Regions from separate parts of the Rattus norvegicus genome. Here region 2 is linked to region 1. A link is a contact called in public Hi-C data. All regions are on one chromosome and are shown on one strand. Each heading gives the region's core, a stretch centred on a gene start, on an enhancer-like site or on the middle of the called end of the contact. The rest is flanking DNA. Distances are from core to core; before and after follow the strand shown. Region 1 has its middle 500 kb from the start of Tbl1xr1. Region 2 overlaps Tbl1xr1 (TBL1X/Y related 1).

Region 1 (6,897 bases), core at 1,318-3,817:
TCTTGTCCAGCCTCAATATAAGGACTTTTGCCTTGTCTTAATGTATTTGTTTTGTCATATTTGGTTGTTGTTATTGTTTTGAGGTTTCTTTGTTGTTGCTGTTTTATTGTTTTGGGGTTGTTTTGTTTTGTTTGTTTTTGTCTATTGTTTGTTTATTTGTTTTTATTTTTGTTTTGTTTTGTTTTTGTGGAGGCCACTCTTTTCTGAGAGGAAATAGAAGGGGAATGGATCTAAGGGAGAAAGTAAGTTGGGGGAAGCTGGGAGGGTAACTGTGATTGAGATGTAATGTATGAGAGAAGGATCTGTTTTCAATAAATAAAGGAGTGAAGGAAGGAGAGAGACAGAGAAAGAGAGACTAGCTCCTTTAATATATGATGTTGGAAGAACTGGTTATCCACATGCAAAAGAATACAGATAAGGTACTATGTATGAAAATCAACTCAAAATGAACTAAAGACTAAAATGTAAGCCCTAATATCATGGTGCTACTAGAAAATCAACAATAGATGAGTGCATTATAATTTTAGTCTGGGTGAGGACTTTTTTTTTCTTTTTTTTTTTAGGTAAAAATCTCAGGAGCATCCACAACAAAACCAAATCTGGACAAATGAGAGTATATCAAACTAAAGAATTTTATGAAACAAAGGAAACAATCACCCAAGTGTGCAGACCAGCCAGCCTGCTGAATAGAAGAAAATATGTGTAGCTATATGCTGTAAAGCTTTACATGACTGGGTCAGAGACACAGACATATGCATGGAAAAGCTGGGATTTAGGAGGTTGTGCTTGTTCCAGTGCACCAATTGTAAGAGCAACCTGAAAATGTAACACATTTATTTTACACATCTGTATCAAAAAATAAAATTTGCAGACTATAAATCTAAAAGGGGATAATTAATATTCAGAAGGTATAAATATCTCGAAAAGCTATACTAACAAATAAGTGAAAATGAACAGAAATTGCATTGTGACCACACTCACCACACTCTTCCTAATTCTTTCCATATCCACCCCATTCTCACCTATGTGCCTTTTTTCCCCTAAACCCATCAAATCCAATTTGTACTCCTCACACACTCTTAGTGTGTCACCATCCACTGAAGCATAATCTACCTACCAAAGTCTAAGTCTTCAAATAAATCTGATTCTCCCTCTCCCAAGATGCTATAACTTGCTAATGTCTCCTCATTAGGGGTAGGACTTCATGCTTCCTTCCCCTCTCCATGGTAAGATATTGTCTGAGTTGGCCTTTTGCAGGTTATGAGGAAGCTGGCATAACCAGTGTGAGTTCATACTGTCCTGTCATATCCATAAAAACCCATTTTGTTTTAATCTGCACCACCTCTGCCTCCTATAATCTTTCTACTACCATCCTTTCCACAATAATTTTTGAGAGGAAGAAGTGTAATATAGACGCTCCTTTTAGTGGGGTTGAGCATTCCACAGTCTCTCATTCTCTGCATTGTGGCCTTTTGTGTATTTCTGCATTAATTTTTCACCTAATGCAAAATTAAGCTTCTCTGGTGAGCACCCACTATATTTCTTCATGTTCTATGATTCAAATATGTATAGTCTTCAGCAATGGGTCCTTATTGTCAAGGTAAGTCTGAAGAATAACCAAGAATATTAACAACAACTTATGAAATTGGGGGACCTATGGGACCATATTAGCCAACAAATCCAAAAGTAGTAAGCCATTTCTGGTACTGGGATTTTTATTTGTTAATCGGTACTGTTGAGAAAGGGCATTGTTGCCCTTCTCTAGGGTACCCACAGCTTAATTATTTTTCCAATGTCTTTCTGTTTCTTTTTTTTCACATCTTAACCTTCCTTTAGAAAAAAATTACTTGTTTTGTTAATACACAGAAGTCTGCATGGAGATACCCAGTGGAAACTGGGGTATAACTGTTCAGAATCTCACAAAATAATATGGTTTATCTCAGTGCAAACATCAAGAGTCACTGATGGCTTAAATAGACATTCCTGTGTGGGAAAGGATCACCCCAATGCTCAAAAATGGTCTCAGCTTTGGAACGTGCATGATGCCAGTAAATCTTAAAGTTCTATGTGAACTTAACTTTATGAAAAATAATTAACTACCTGAAAAAAATAAATAAAAACACAAAGGGTTTACTTCTATACAGCTACTCAAATGCCCACATCTTATTTCCAATGCCCTTTCCTGGACTCACAGTTTTTAGGCTCATGCAATTTTAGAGCTAGATTCATGCAAAGCAACCTTATACTCTGATTCACTCTGTCAAAAAGCCAATTTATTCATGTAAAACTGGAGGCATGCTTGGTCCAGGAGCTAGGCCAACTGTCTGCACATCCCTTCTGGTAGGTAGAACTATACAGGAAATCAAATTCCGGATCAGAAGGCTTCCTGAGGATTTTAGAAATAGAACAAAGGGGGAGATGTTATCAGGTTTTAGCAACCTGATCGACTTCCCTTCTCCAGTCTACCTCCCCACTTTTAGGCACACCCTTTTGTTTAGTATGTCACAGCATGCAAAAGGAAGTAGGTTCAAAGAAAATAGGAATCTGTCACCCATATAATTTCACTTAATCTGAAACAATTAAGTGCAACAGAAAACACTACAGGTCTCTCTCATTTCCAACATGCATTCCTGATAGAATCCTCATACTTTTTGAAGATTAGAGAACAGCTTTTTTTTTAGCAATGATTATGCAAATTTGCTTCTGAAGTTGACTATGACTATGATGTAATTTGAATGCTTCTGGCTTAATTTCAAAGACAGAGGTATTCTGTGTCTCCAAGCTCCATGAACTCATTCTGCTTGGGAATTCCCAGAAATCTCACATCAGTCATGACATTCTCTCTAGGTAGGGGCTCATTTATATTTGACAGGCTATACTAAATACATGGTGTATGAAGCAACTGAATAAAATAAATATATGTATGATAACATCAACAAAATTCCTTAGCTTGGGATCTTCTTAGATTATTTCCTTGTGTTTGCCTCCTTAGAATAAGACATCAAAGCACAGAAACACCTTCAGCTAGCAAGGTCTATTTGGTGATTCACATGAAATGTCCCCCCATAACCTCGCATGTTTGGACAGTGGGTCTCCAGCTAGTGGTGCTGTTTGGGAAAAACACAACTTTTAGGAGGAGAAGCCTTGTTGGTTTAAGTGACCCTTGAGGTTTTCTGTCTTAGCTTTACTTTCTGTTCACTGTCAGCTCCTGTAAATTCAATGTAACCAGCCACCTTCTGGTTGGCCTATCACTTGGGTAGACTGTTTGCCTTCAAGCTATATGCCAAAATATACAAATAAACCCTTTCTTCTCTAAGTTTCTGGTTGTCAAATGTTTGATCACAGAATGGAGATAAAAAATCTCTCTCTCCCTTTCTCTCTCACTGATTTCCATTCTCACTTAGAATCCTATTCAAAGCTAAGAGCCATGAATTCCTTATAGTATGCAGTTGGCACATGACCACAGCAGAAATCTCATCCTCTGTTGGCAAGTTTTCTACCACTGAAGCTATTTTCACAGTGATGTTAAGGGTAAAGGAAATGGGAAAAAAGAAAGGATATGGGAGTAAGAGAGTAGACAGAAGGAGTGAACTTTGTCCTGTGTTTTCGTTTTGAAGGACCATGTGAGATACAGAGTTTTTCTAAGTGTTGAATACAAGATGTCAAATTTAAGGACCAGGTCTGAGGCACTGGTTAGCACAGATCAAATAAGGCAGTCCCCAAGCAGGCTGTCAGTGTTCCACAGCTAAGCAACAGAGATGCAGGGAACCAAAATGAGTCTAAAGTCAGGATAGGCAAAGAGATGACAGAAAAAGTATACTGTCCCACCAGAAGTTGGGGACAGGGCAGTCAGTAAGTACAGTTAATGAGTCTTGGCTTCCTTTTTAAGAACTGAAATGTGAAAAAAGTTAAGCTAGTATTTGGGATACCAGTGTAAAGCAATGTGAGGGCTAATCATACCAGAAAGTCCAGTGAGCAGAAACTGATGCTTCCTGACTAAGCACACAAAGTCTGGCTCTCTTTTCATCCACTTGCCTCAGTAGAGACTTCTCAAAAGTTAGCAGGAAGGACTGTGGGTGACTCGTTATCCTCACAGCTCTTGAACAATTATATCTCCCTGCAAGTGGTGAACAGGAAATAGGATGTATAAGAGTCTAGGATTTGGAAAAACTTCACCTAGGCTTGGCAGGACTCCTTAGTGGTAGAATCTCCCAGGATTCTGTTCTGCATTACTTTAACATTAAATGGAAGCCTCCAACAGACTATGTTCTGTGTTTTTAAAACATGCTGGAGTTTGCCAAGTGTTTAATTTATATTTTGGACAAAATGGTAGCATCAAAATTGATGGTTTTTTTTTTTAGTAAATACTAATTAAAGATGTGCAAGAGAGAAGATTTGCATTTATATGATACCAAAAGAAATTACCTTCTAAGGACAAACACAAATGTTATAAAGGATCTTTTCCATTACATTGTTAGGATCCTTATGCTGTGGCTGTTCACCATAGCTCAGTGCTTCTGTATTAGGACCCCGCAGTGGATGGAGGCAGTATTTATTAGCAACATGAGTTGCTACCAGCTAAACAACACTGGGATCAAATATGACTCAAGCGATTTTTAACACTGGTTAATGTAAAGCCCAACCATCTCTGTTTTTGAAGAAACTCCTTTTGTTTGTTTGTTTTTTGTTTGTTTGTTTGTTTTTCAAGACCAGGGGCTAAATTCCAACTCCAGAAAGAAAACTACAAAGTCCACTTGTGCAAACTTCTACAAAACTGGATCAGCATTTCAGCTCTGGAAAAAAGTCATCCTTTTGTCTGTTTTCTTATGCAAAGCCAGTGACTCCAAACAAAACTCTGAATTCTTAACAGTTCCTATTCCGTTAAGGCCTCAGATAGTTATCATTGATGTTAGTGCACTCAGGCTGCTATTACAAAATATCCTCCAATATACCCTTTATAAACAACACATATTCTTTTCTCACAGTGCTAGAGTCTGGCAAGTTTAAGTTCAAAGTGACTACAGATTCGGTGTCTATTGACAGCCTGTTCATCATTGATGACAACCACTATCCTGACTTAGTAGACACTGTGAACAAACTCCCTCAGACCTCTTCCAAGGGCTGAAGTCCAAGCATAATTGTGACCTTATTAAACTTTTAAAGGCCCCATTTCCCAACACTACTGTATGGGAAATGAAGTCTCAATGTATATCAGAAATTAAGGGCATAAAGATTCAGTCCATACCCAGTATTGCTGATTCACACTTTTTTTTTTATTTTTTTTTAATTAACTTGAGTATTTCTTACATACATTTCGAGTGTTATTCCCTTTCCCGGTTTCCGGGCAAACATCCCCCTCCCCCCTCCCCTTCCTTATGGGTGTTCCCCTCCCAACCCATCCCCCATTGCCACCCTCCCCCCAACAGTCTAGTTCACTGGGGGTTCAGTCTTAGCAGGACCCAGGGCTTCCCCTTCCACTGGTGTTCTTACTAGGATATTCATTGCTACCTATGAGGTCAGAGTCCAGGGTCAGTCCATGTATAGTCTTTAGGTAGTGGCTGAGTCCCTGGAAGCTCTGGTTGCTTGGCATTATTGTACATATGGGGTCTCGAGCCCTTTCAAGCTCTTCCAGGTCTTTCTCTGATTCCTTCAACGGGGGTCCTATTCTCAGTTCAGTGGTTTGCTGCTGGCATTCGCCTCTGTATTTGCTGTATTCTGGCTGTGTCTCTCAGGAGCGATCTACATCCGGCTCCTGTCAATCTGCACTTCTTTGCTTCATCCATCTTGTCTAATTGGGTGGCTGTATATGTATGGGCCACATGTGGGGCAGACTCTGAATGGGTGTTCCTTCAGTCTCTGTTTTAATCTTTGCCTCTCTCTTCCCTGCCAAGGGTATTCTTGTTCCCTTTTAAAGAAGGAGTGAAGCATTCACATTTTGATCATCCATCTTGAGTTTCATTTGTTCTAGGCATCTAGGGTAATTCAAGCATTTGGGCTAATAGCCACTTATCAATGAGTGCATACCATGTATGTCTTTCTGTGATTGGGTTAGCTCACTCAGGATGATATTTTCCAGTTCCAACCATTTGCCTACGAATGTCATAAAGTCATTGTTTTTGATAGTTGAGTAATATTCCATTGTGTAGATGTACCACATTTTCTGTATCCATTCCTCTGTTGAAGGGCATCTGGATTCTTTCCAGTTTCTGGCTATTATAAATAAGGCTGCTGATTCACACTTTTAAATCAAAACCTCTAAAGTAACCCTGATCTTGAAACCAATGAATAGCCCAAGTAATAAACAACCAATCCACATATCCCTTGTATAAAACAGAGCATCAAGTTGTGGGGGTGGTTCTGATGCTCTGATTAGGAATGAGTATTGAAGGTCCTGTTCTCCAGTTGGTTATGATTCACTAATTAAGACGATATCTGGTAATGAACGGGCAGAAGAGGTGGACCCAGTTTCCTCGAAAGCATGCAAGCAGACTCAGGGGTAAGAAAAAGAGCTGCCATACTTTGGAGAGTCACCAACCATGTGAGATCTCGTGTGGAGTGGCCATTGGGTGCTTCTCTGACTGGGCCGGTGATAGCAGGTAGGAGATTAGAAAAGCAAATAAGCTGGGGGAAGATTTAGGGTATGAAGCCAGGAATAAAGGTAAATGAGTAACTAAACTGAGGGCAGAATTAGAGGTATTGGGCTGGGAGTTAAGATAATGGCACATTAGCTGCAGGAGGCTTTGAGCTAAAAAGCATTTAAAAATAAGTGTGTGTGTGTGTGTGTGTGTGTGTGTGTGTGTCTGTGTCTGTGTCTGTGTCTGTGTCTGTGTCTGTGTCTGTGTCTGTGTCTGTGCCTGTGTCTGTGTCTGTGTCTGTGTCTGTGTCTGTGTCTGTGTC
Region 2 (6,897 bases), core at 1,847-4,346, 610 kb after region 1:
TGCCACATTTGCCTCAGCCATCTTTGTGACCTCAAATTAAACACAAAACTCTTAAATGTCCTTAATCACAAGCTTGTCTGGGTGAAATTATGAAGTTAAAACCAAGGTCTCAGAGAAATGCCTTTCTCCTTCTCCCACGGTGGGCCATTAGGGCAGAAGTGGGAGCTTTGAAAACCCAACCAACATTAGCTACCCCTAAGCCTTTCCCACTCAAGTGCTATTTGGAATCATACAGCGATTTAGAACTTGGTAAATTGTGATGGGATTTTAGTAAAGAGAGTGACCAATCTGTCTGTTACTGACTGGAACTTCACTTGTTATCTGGACTAGATCTTTATAACAATGTAAGTGAAGCTCATATAGGAGATTAGCTATGTACCCTCATGCTTTTAAGGTTTTGTTTTTTAATTATTTAATCTTTTGAGATGAACCGTGCGGCATGTTGGTACCTACCCTGGAATATGGTGGAGAGTCTGCTTCTCCCTGCTTCTACCTCCCGAGGGCTGGGCCTAATTGTTCTAAGAGGCCTAGACGCTCTGTTTTCATTCTGTAGTTCCTACAAGTTTGTTTAGAGCCAGATGGTGGAGACACACAACTTTGACCCCAAGACTAAGGAGGCAATGGTAGGCCCAGGTCTCTGTGAGTTTGAGGCCAGTTTGTTCTGTAGAACAAGGTCTAGGACAGCCAGGGTTACACAGAGAAAGAAACCTTATCTTAGAGAAGCAGCAACAAAAAGTTTGTTTAGATGAGTTATTACTAAATACTGAAACTTTTTAAGTCAATGAATATATAAAAATAATGTATGAATTCAATTACAATTTGATTTTTATTTCCTTTGGAAACAGTCTCATATAGCCTGTGTTGTTCTCTGTATAGGCAAAGATAATCTTGAAGTCTGATCATCCCACCTCTGTACTTTTGAGTGCGGGCAGGTTAGGTGTGCATCATTGTACACAGCTTGGCAGTGTTGCTGCCAGACCCTAAATGCATGGTGGACAGGCACTGCTGACCCAGCCATATCTGCAGCCCCATGCTACATCAGTTTGTCCTGTTTCTGCTCTTTCTTGGTTTGGATTTCTTTCTTTTTTTTTTTTTTTTAAATTTAAGTCTTTTTTTTTTCTTTTAAATATGCCACAAAAATATGACCCGCTACATGAATCTTGATTTCATTTTGTTTCATAAGGCACTTGACATGTTCTGTGTCTCATGGCTTTTCAGTGTTTGTGTTTGATGTGTTTTCTTGAGGAAGTTGTATTGCTGTGGTACAGTGAGAAAACCTGAGCCACGTGACCTGTTAGAAGCCAGACGTACATTGTGCTGTGAGCAAAGGAAAATAAAGGCTGACTTGGCTCTCTTTTAATATTTCTTCTATTTTAAATTATAATTTAGCTATCCATTTACAATGTCAAGTGATGGTATGTAATTATAAAAGATAACAGTTTTTATTGTTTGCAATTTAATGTGATGTTATTAGCAACATAAGTTCTCACAGTGTTTTTTTTGCTTTTAGGATTTTCTCATTCTGCATTTACCTTTGGTATAGAGAGCCATATAAGTCAGTCCAACATAAATGGTGCCCTCGTCCCACCCGCTGCACTCATCTCTATCATCCAGAAAGGCCTGCAATATGTAGAGGCAGAAGTTAGCATAAATGAGGTAAGGCAGATGCGTTCCACTTCAAACACCGATGCTTATTCTTAAATGTGTTTTCCTATGGAGTATCTGACCTTGACTTCATGGGTTTGGACAGATTAAGATTATTATTCATAAATGTATTGGTTTTCACACCAGAAGACAGTTTCTGTAGGTTATTCCTTTAATATTCTCTGTGTGTGAGAAAAGGAGATCATATTTAACATATAATTTTGCTGGACGGTACTAAGAACAAACTGCTGGCAAGGACTTACAAAATCATTGTTAGTTTCATGTACCCTGATTTTGGAAGCCAATTTATTTATAAGTGATGCCAACTTTGATGCTCAGAGCTGCATGTGTAAGTAGTGTGTTTGTTTCAGGTATAGGCATGCTACTGTTGCCTGAGGCAATCTTATCTGCTCCCTGATTGTATAAATCAGCCTTGTAGCACAGCCAGACTCATTTACTTCTGGACTGTCACTGGGATCATGAGGAACTGTAACAAGGCTGTTATGCCCTTCAAAGCATTAATAAGCACACATTGCATGTTCTTTCTGAGTGGAACTTTGTTGTAGCTACAATGTTTAGTGTATGGCCAGAACACAGAATATGTAGAAGGTCTCTTCCCCACATCCCCCCATTTTTTTTGGTAAAAGTAAGTGAAAAGATTTTAGCTCTTTAAAGTAGTCCAGTCCCTTGTTTTCCTAAGGGATAGGTCCTACACCACCATAGCTAGCATTATCTGCTGGTTCTCTTAGGTTACACTTAATATCATTTGTATGTCATACAATATCATGCATTTAGATCACTTATATGATATGATCATCCTGTAGTGTTTAGAGAAAACCCATAAGAGAAAGATCTGCTCCAGGTCAGGATAGGTGCATCATCCCAAGGCCTGGGTGCAGAATGCAGATGCAAGTACTGGGTACTTTCTTCTCATTGTATGACATATTCATATTGGTCAGTGTTTCTTACTAGCAGCTTCCCTTACCTGAATGTTATAGTATGCATTTTATTATCTTTAACCTTTTGCCAATGGCCTCTTGTATTGGTTTGTCTTTGTGCAGAGTTGATGAGGACCTTAGGTGACAGTTGGTGGCTGTTTGCATTTGACTCTTGCAGTGCCATTCTTGCTCCCTTCCCCCTTCTTGCTCATGTTCATGGTTTCCTCAGAATGAAGTTTTTCGTTTTGTTAATGGAGTATATGTCAACCTGACAACTACATCTCATTTTTCTTTCCCTGTTTTTCAACCCCAGGATGGCACCTTATTTGATGGTCGACCCATAGAGTCTCTGTCCCTGATAGATGCTGTCATGCCCGATGTCGTCCAAACAAGACAACAAGCCTACAGAGACAAGCTTGCACAGCAACATGCAGCCGCTGCTGCAGCTGCTGCCGCAGCCACTAACCAGCAAGGCTCTGCGAAAAATGGAGAGAACACAGCCAATGGGGAGGAGAATGGAGCACACACCATCGCAAGTGAGCAGAGAATGCTTGGAGATGGTCAGCACACACTGCTCTACTGTAGTGCCCACCCTTAGAAGCTACACTGATAACCGGTGTTTGCCTCTACCCCAACTGGCATCAACACACTTCAGATTACAGACCTAAGATTCCAAAAGCTAAATGAACTGAATGTTCGTTCCTTTTTAAATGTTTCTGAAGCCTTTTTCTACTCTTAAGTGCATTTTGCATCTGCATTTGATTTCTAAGTAAAATTTATAATAGTCTCTGTTACAAACATCCAACAAGGCTCTGACATTGAGGAATAAAGATGACTCGTGCTGTATGAATGATAGCAGCAACCCCTACTGGCAGAACTCAGAATAGTATTGTTACAGACTTTAATTCAGCCTTGCTGAGGTATAACCTTTTTTCCCCCTTTCTTTTTACCATTTCACATACACATTCCGGGATACTCACACTTTTAAAACTAGCACGTCATACTTGCCAGACATGTGCTTCCCTTCTGACAGAACTGCTACTTTTCACGATGCAGATAATCACACGGACATGATGGAGGTGGACGGGGATGTGGAAATCCCTCCCAATAAAGCGGTTGTGCTTCGGGGCCATGAATCGGAAGTTTTCATCTGTGCCTGGAACCCTGTTAGTGATCTCCTGGCATCAGGGTAGGTTTTTCAAAGAGCTTTCTAGTTGTTGAGCATTTTGTTTGGTTTTAGACAGGATTTGCTGTTTAACTTGACGTGTTGACCCACCTGTGTCCTGGGCTTTACCATGCCCAGCACTATCGTGGTATTTAAGAATACCTCACCAAATAGGCTGCTACATGTTTTTGTTAATATATTTCACTTTATAGTCACTTCTGTTGATTGCTTATGATCATCTTGCCTTGGTAGATTAGTATTTCTTGTGAAGTTGTTACTTAGTAGAAGCTCTAAAATATAAAATAAGAAAAATATTAAAATGTTTGTGTCCAGTAGTCTACTTCTTATTCATGCTAAATGTGTGGCTTAGATTGTGGAATGCTTGCTCATATGAGGACTTGAGCTGATATTTTGACTCTGAAGGTCTGGAGACTCCACTGCAAGAATATGGAACCTCAGTGAGAACAGCACAAGTGGCCCCACACAGCTGGTGCTTAGACACTGCATACGGGAAGGAGGGCAGGACGTTCCCAGTAACAAGGATGTCACCTCTCTAGATTGGAATGTGAGTGTTCTTTTCTTGCATAGGTGGTCTGTGAATGAAGACATTTGAGGACTCGACATACTATAATCTGGAGATTAGGTCCCAATTTTAGCTTCAACCTGGCTCCATATTCCTAAAATCCTAATCAAAATTTAAAAATAAATTGAAGGCTTTACTTTTTACCTCTTATAAAAAGCATCCTCAGAGTATCATTTTTATGTTGTCCTTCCTGGTCTATACCTGCTGCATCCTCACTCATGGTCCTCTGTGAAAATGTTCTGCGGAGGAACTGCAGTCCTGCTCCACAGTGCTGCCTGCCAGTGCTCATCCTTGGGTGGGCTGTCTGAGGACACTGGCTTCATCTGCGAGCAGGGTTTTGCCAGCCTTTGTTGGCACTCACACAGAGATCTGGGTCTTTTGTGCCCAGAACTTCAACAGGCACTGTGTGTGTAGTAATTAAATGGCCTTTTGGATTGTGTAATAAACAAAATGTATTTCTCTGCCAGAGTGAAGGTACACTTCTAGCAACTGGGTCATATGACGGATTTGCCAGAATATGGACTAAAGATGGTATGAATTTTTCTAACTTTATTGATGTTCTAAGTTATAAAGTTTAAAGTAATTTTAAAGTTTTTTGTTGTTGTTGTTGTTGTTTGTTCTTTTTTAATTTAGGTAATCTTGCCAGCACCTTGGGGCAGCATAAAGGTCCTATATTTGCATTAAAATGGAATAAGAAAGGAAATTTCATCCTAAGTGCTGGTGTAGACAAGGTAAATGAACATTCAAGTCAAGTTCTATCAAGAATATATTTGAAAGTAATTTTTTCTTTCCTGCTAATAACTTAAGCAGACTTCAGTTCATTCAAATAAGAAGTGGTAACAGTAATAGAAATTTTTCTTATATTGTCTGCTTATTTTCCGAAACTACTATCTTATCTTTCATTGATATGACCATGCCTCATTTTTGCTAGGATTTGTACCTGGTGAAGCATTAGAACTAAGCACTTTGTGCTTCCCAGTCCATCTCAGTGGCAACGGCTCCTTCCACCCAGCAGAGAACAGACTGTTAATCTGTTAATCTGCTGGGGGAGGGGACAGAAACTGCCTTCGACTCATATTTTCAGTGAGCAGTTCTAAAAGAGAGCTGAAGGAATGTGCAAAAGCAGGGGAGGGGAGAGCCAGCCCCTGTCACTTTCATAGGCAGTCTCACAGCCTGCTTTAAGTGGTACTATAATGTAAGACGTTCTTTTCGGGTGGGGGGGGGGTGTCAATGCGAAGTTCACGTCAGTGTGAGGTTCAAGAAAAGAAATCTGTTAGTGGTAGTTTTAGTATAACAAGAATTTAGTTCCTTATATCTCCAGAGCTGGCAAAACTCATTAAAATGCACCATTGCAGTGATATCCATTAGGTAATCTAATACAATGCAGACACCTTGTTGACAAACAATAATTATTATTGGAAATAAGTTGGCAAGAATCCCCGCAGAAAAGTTAAGCTGCGTCATGATGCTTTCCTCTGAGCTGAGTGTAGGTGGCCTTGTGTTGTGAGGAATAGAAATATTGATGGTGGAGTTCACTACACAGTGTCCTTCTGCCTTAGTCAGGCGTCCATTCTGCCACTCACGCACCCTTTAATTTTTCTTCTCCTTCTAATCTCAGACCACCATCATTTGGGATGCGCATACTGGAGAAGCCAAGCAGCAGTTTCCTTTCCATTCAGGTAAATCTTGATGACACATGGCAGCTGACATGCTCTTCAGAATTCACTCAGGGCCTAGAGTGTCAGACAGCGTTCTTGGTGCCGGCTCTCTCGGGAGGCATTTCATAGCTTTTAAACTGTTCCTTCTTAGAGGGTCAGCAGGGCTTTTTGTGAAATGTGCCATAGAGTACTGAGCCTACGTAATTAGAGTGATGATGCAGAGTCGGACGGTGTAGTGAGGGTGGCTCTGCAGAGTTGGAAGGTCTGGCTGTAAATGGACTTTCTGCACGTGATAAGCTCTCAGATCACTTAACCTTTGTAGCTTCATTTTCACTATATGTAAACGAGGGCTCTTGACAGCTATTTATTGCAAGGACAAGAAAATGCCTTGGAATAAATTAAACTATTATAGGCTCACATATCACCATCTTGTGCATTTTAGATTGATTTGTCTAGGTCAGCCCTCTTTTGTTTGTGAAGTAAAAGATGGGTATTCTTGATGTCTTTTGTGGGTTTCCTCTTGTGTGATGTAGTACTCTGGGCTTGTAGCTCAGTGCCCTCATTGCCTTCATCCTGGCACCACTGTGTCAGAGAGGGCAGGGAGGAACAACATCCTGCTGTGTATACCAGGCTGTTTCCGGCTCAGAACGCTTCTCCTTCCGTTTCCTCAGCCTCCTGAGTATGGGAGTGTAGGCGAGCATCATCGGTGAATTTCTTGATGGCAGGAAAGACTGCCAGGGTAATGGTTTTAGCGCTGTCTGATAATAGCTGCTGCTTTGAGACTTGCTCTGAGGAGTCCCACCGTGACTGAGGAGGCTGTGGTTATCATCCTCATGTCGTTGGGAATGAGCAGGCATGTACCAAAAGGCAGAAGTGAGACCAAGCAAAACACTCGGGGTAGGATCTGAG

The links. Hi-C and Micro-C count contacts between places; a contact is called where the count stands out from the background.
Region 2: a Hi-C map of frontal cortex shows a contact between it and region 1, with 2.1 times the contacts expected there. The contact joins two enhancer-like sites. A contact is called at or near these places in 2 of 12 Hi-C or Micro-C datasets (the A7r5 cell line and frontal cortex).

Annotation. Positions count from the first base shown.
Region 1 is chr2:106,223,049-106,229,945 of GRCr8, forward strand. No RefSeq gene overlaps it. Among named protein-coding and RNA genes, the nearest start is that of Tbl1xr1, 500 kb to the right of the region's middle. Within about 2 kb of position 2,568, at least 4 of the 93 cell types and tissues checked have an H3K27ac peak or open chromatin away from gene starts, as enhancers often do.
Region 2 is chr2:106,829,690-106,836,586 of GRCr8, forward strand. It overlaps Tbl1xr1 (TBL1X/Y related 1), which reads left to right. Exons shown (of 16, transcript NM_001108941.1): 4 at 1,511-1,656; 5 at 2,896-3,118; 6 at 3,639-3,771; 7 at 4,171-4,312; 8 at 4,798-4,861; 9 at 4,964-5,061; 10 at 5,949-6,009. Among named protein-coding and RNA genes, the nearest start is that of Tbl1xr1, 100 kb to the left of the region's middle. Within about 2 kb of position 3,097, at least 9 of the 93 cell types and tissues checked have an H3K27ac peak or open chromatin away from gene starts, as enhancers often do.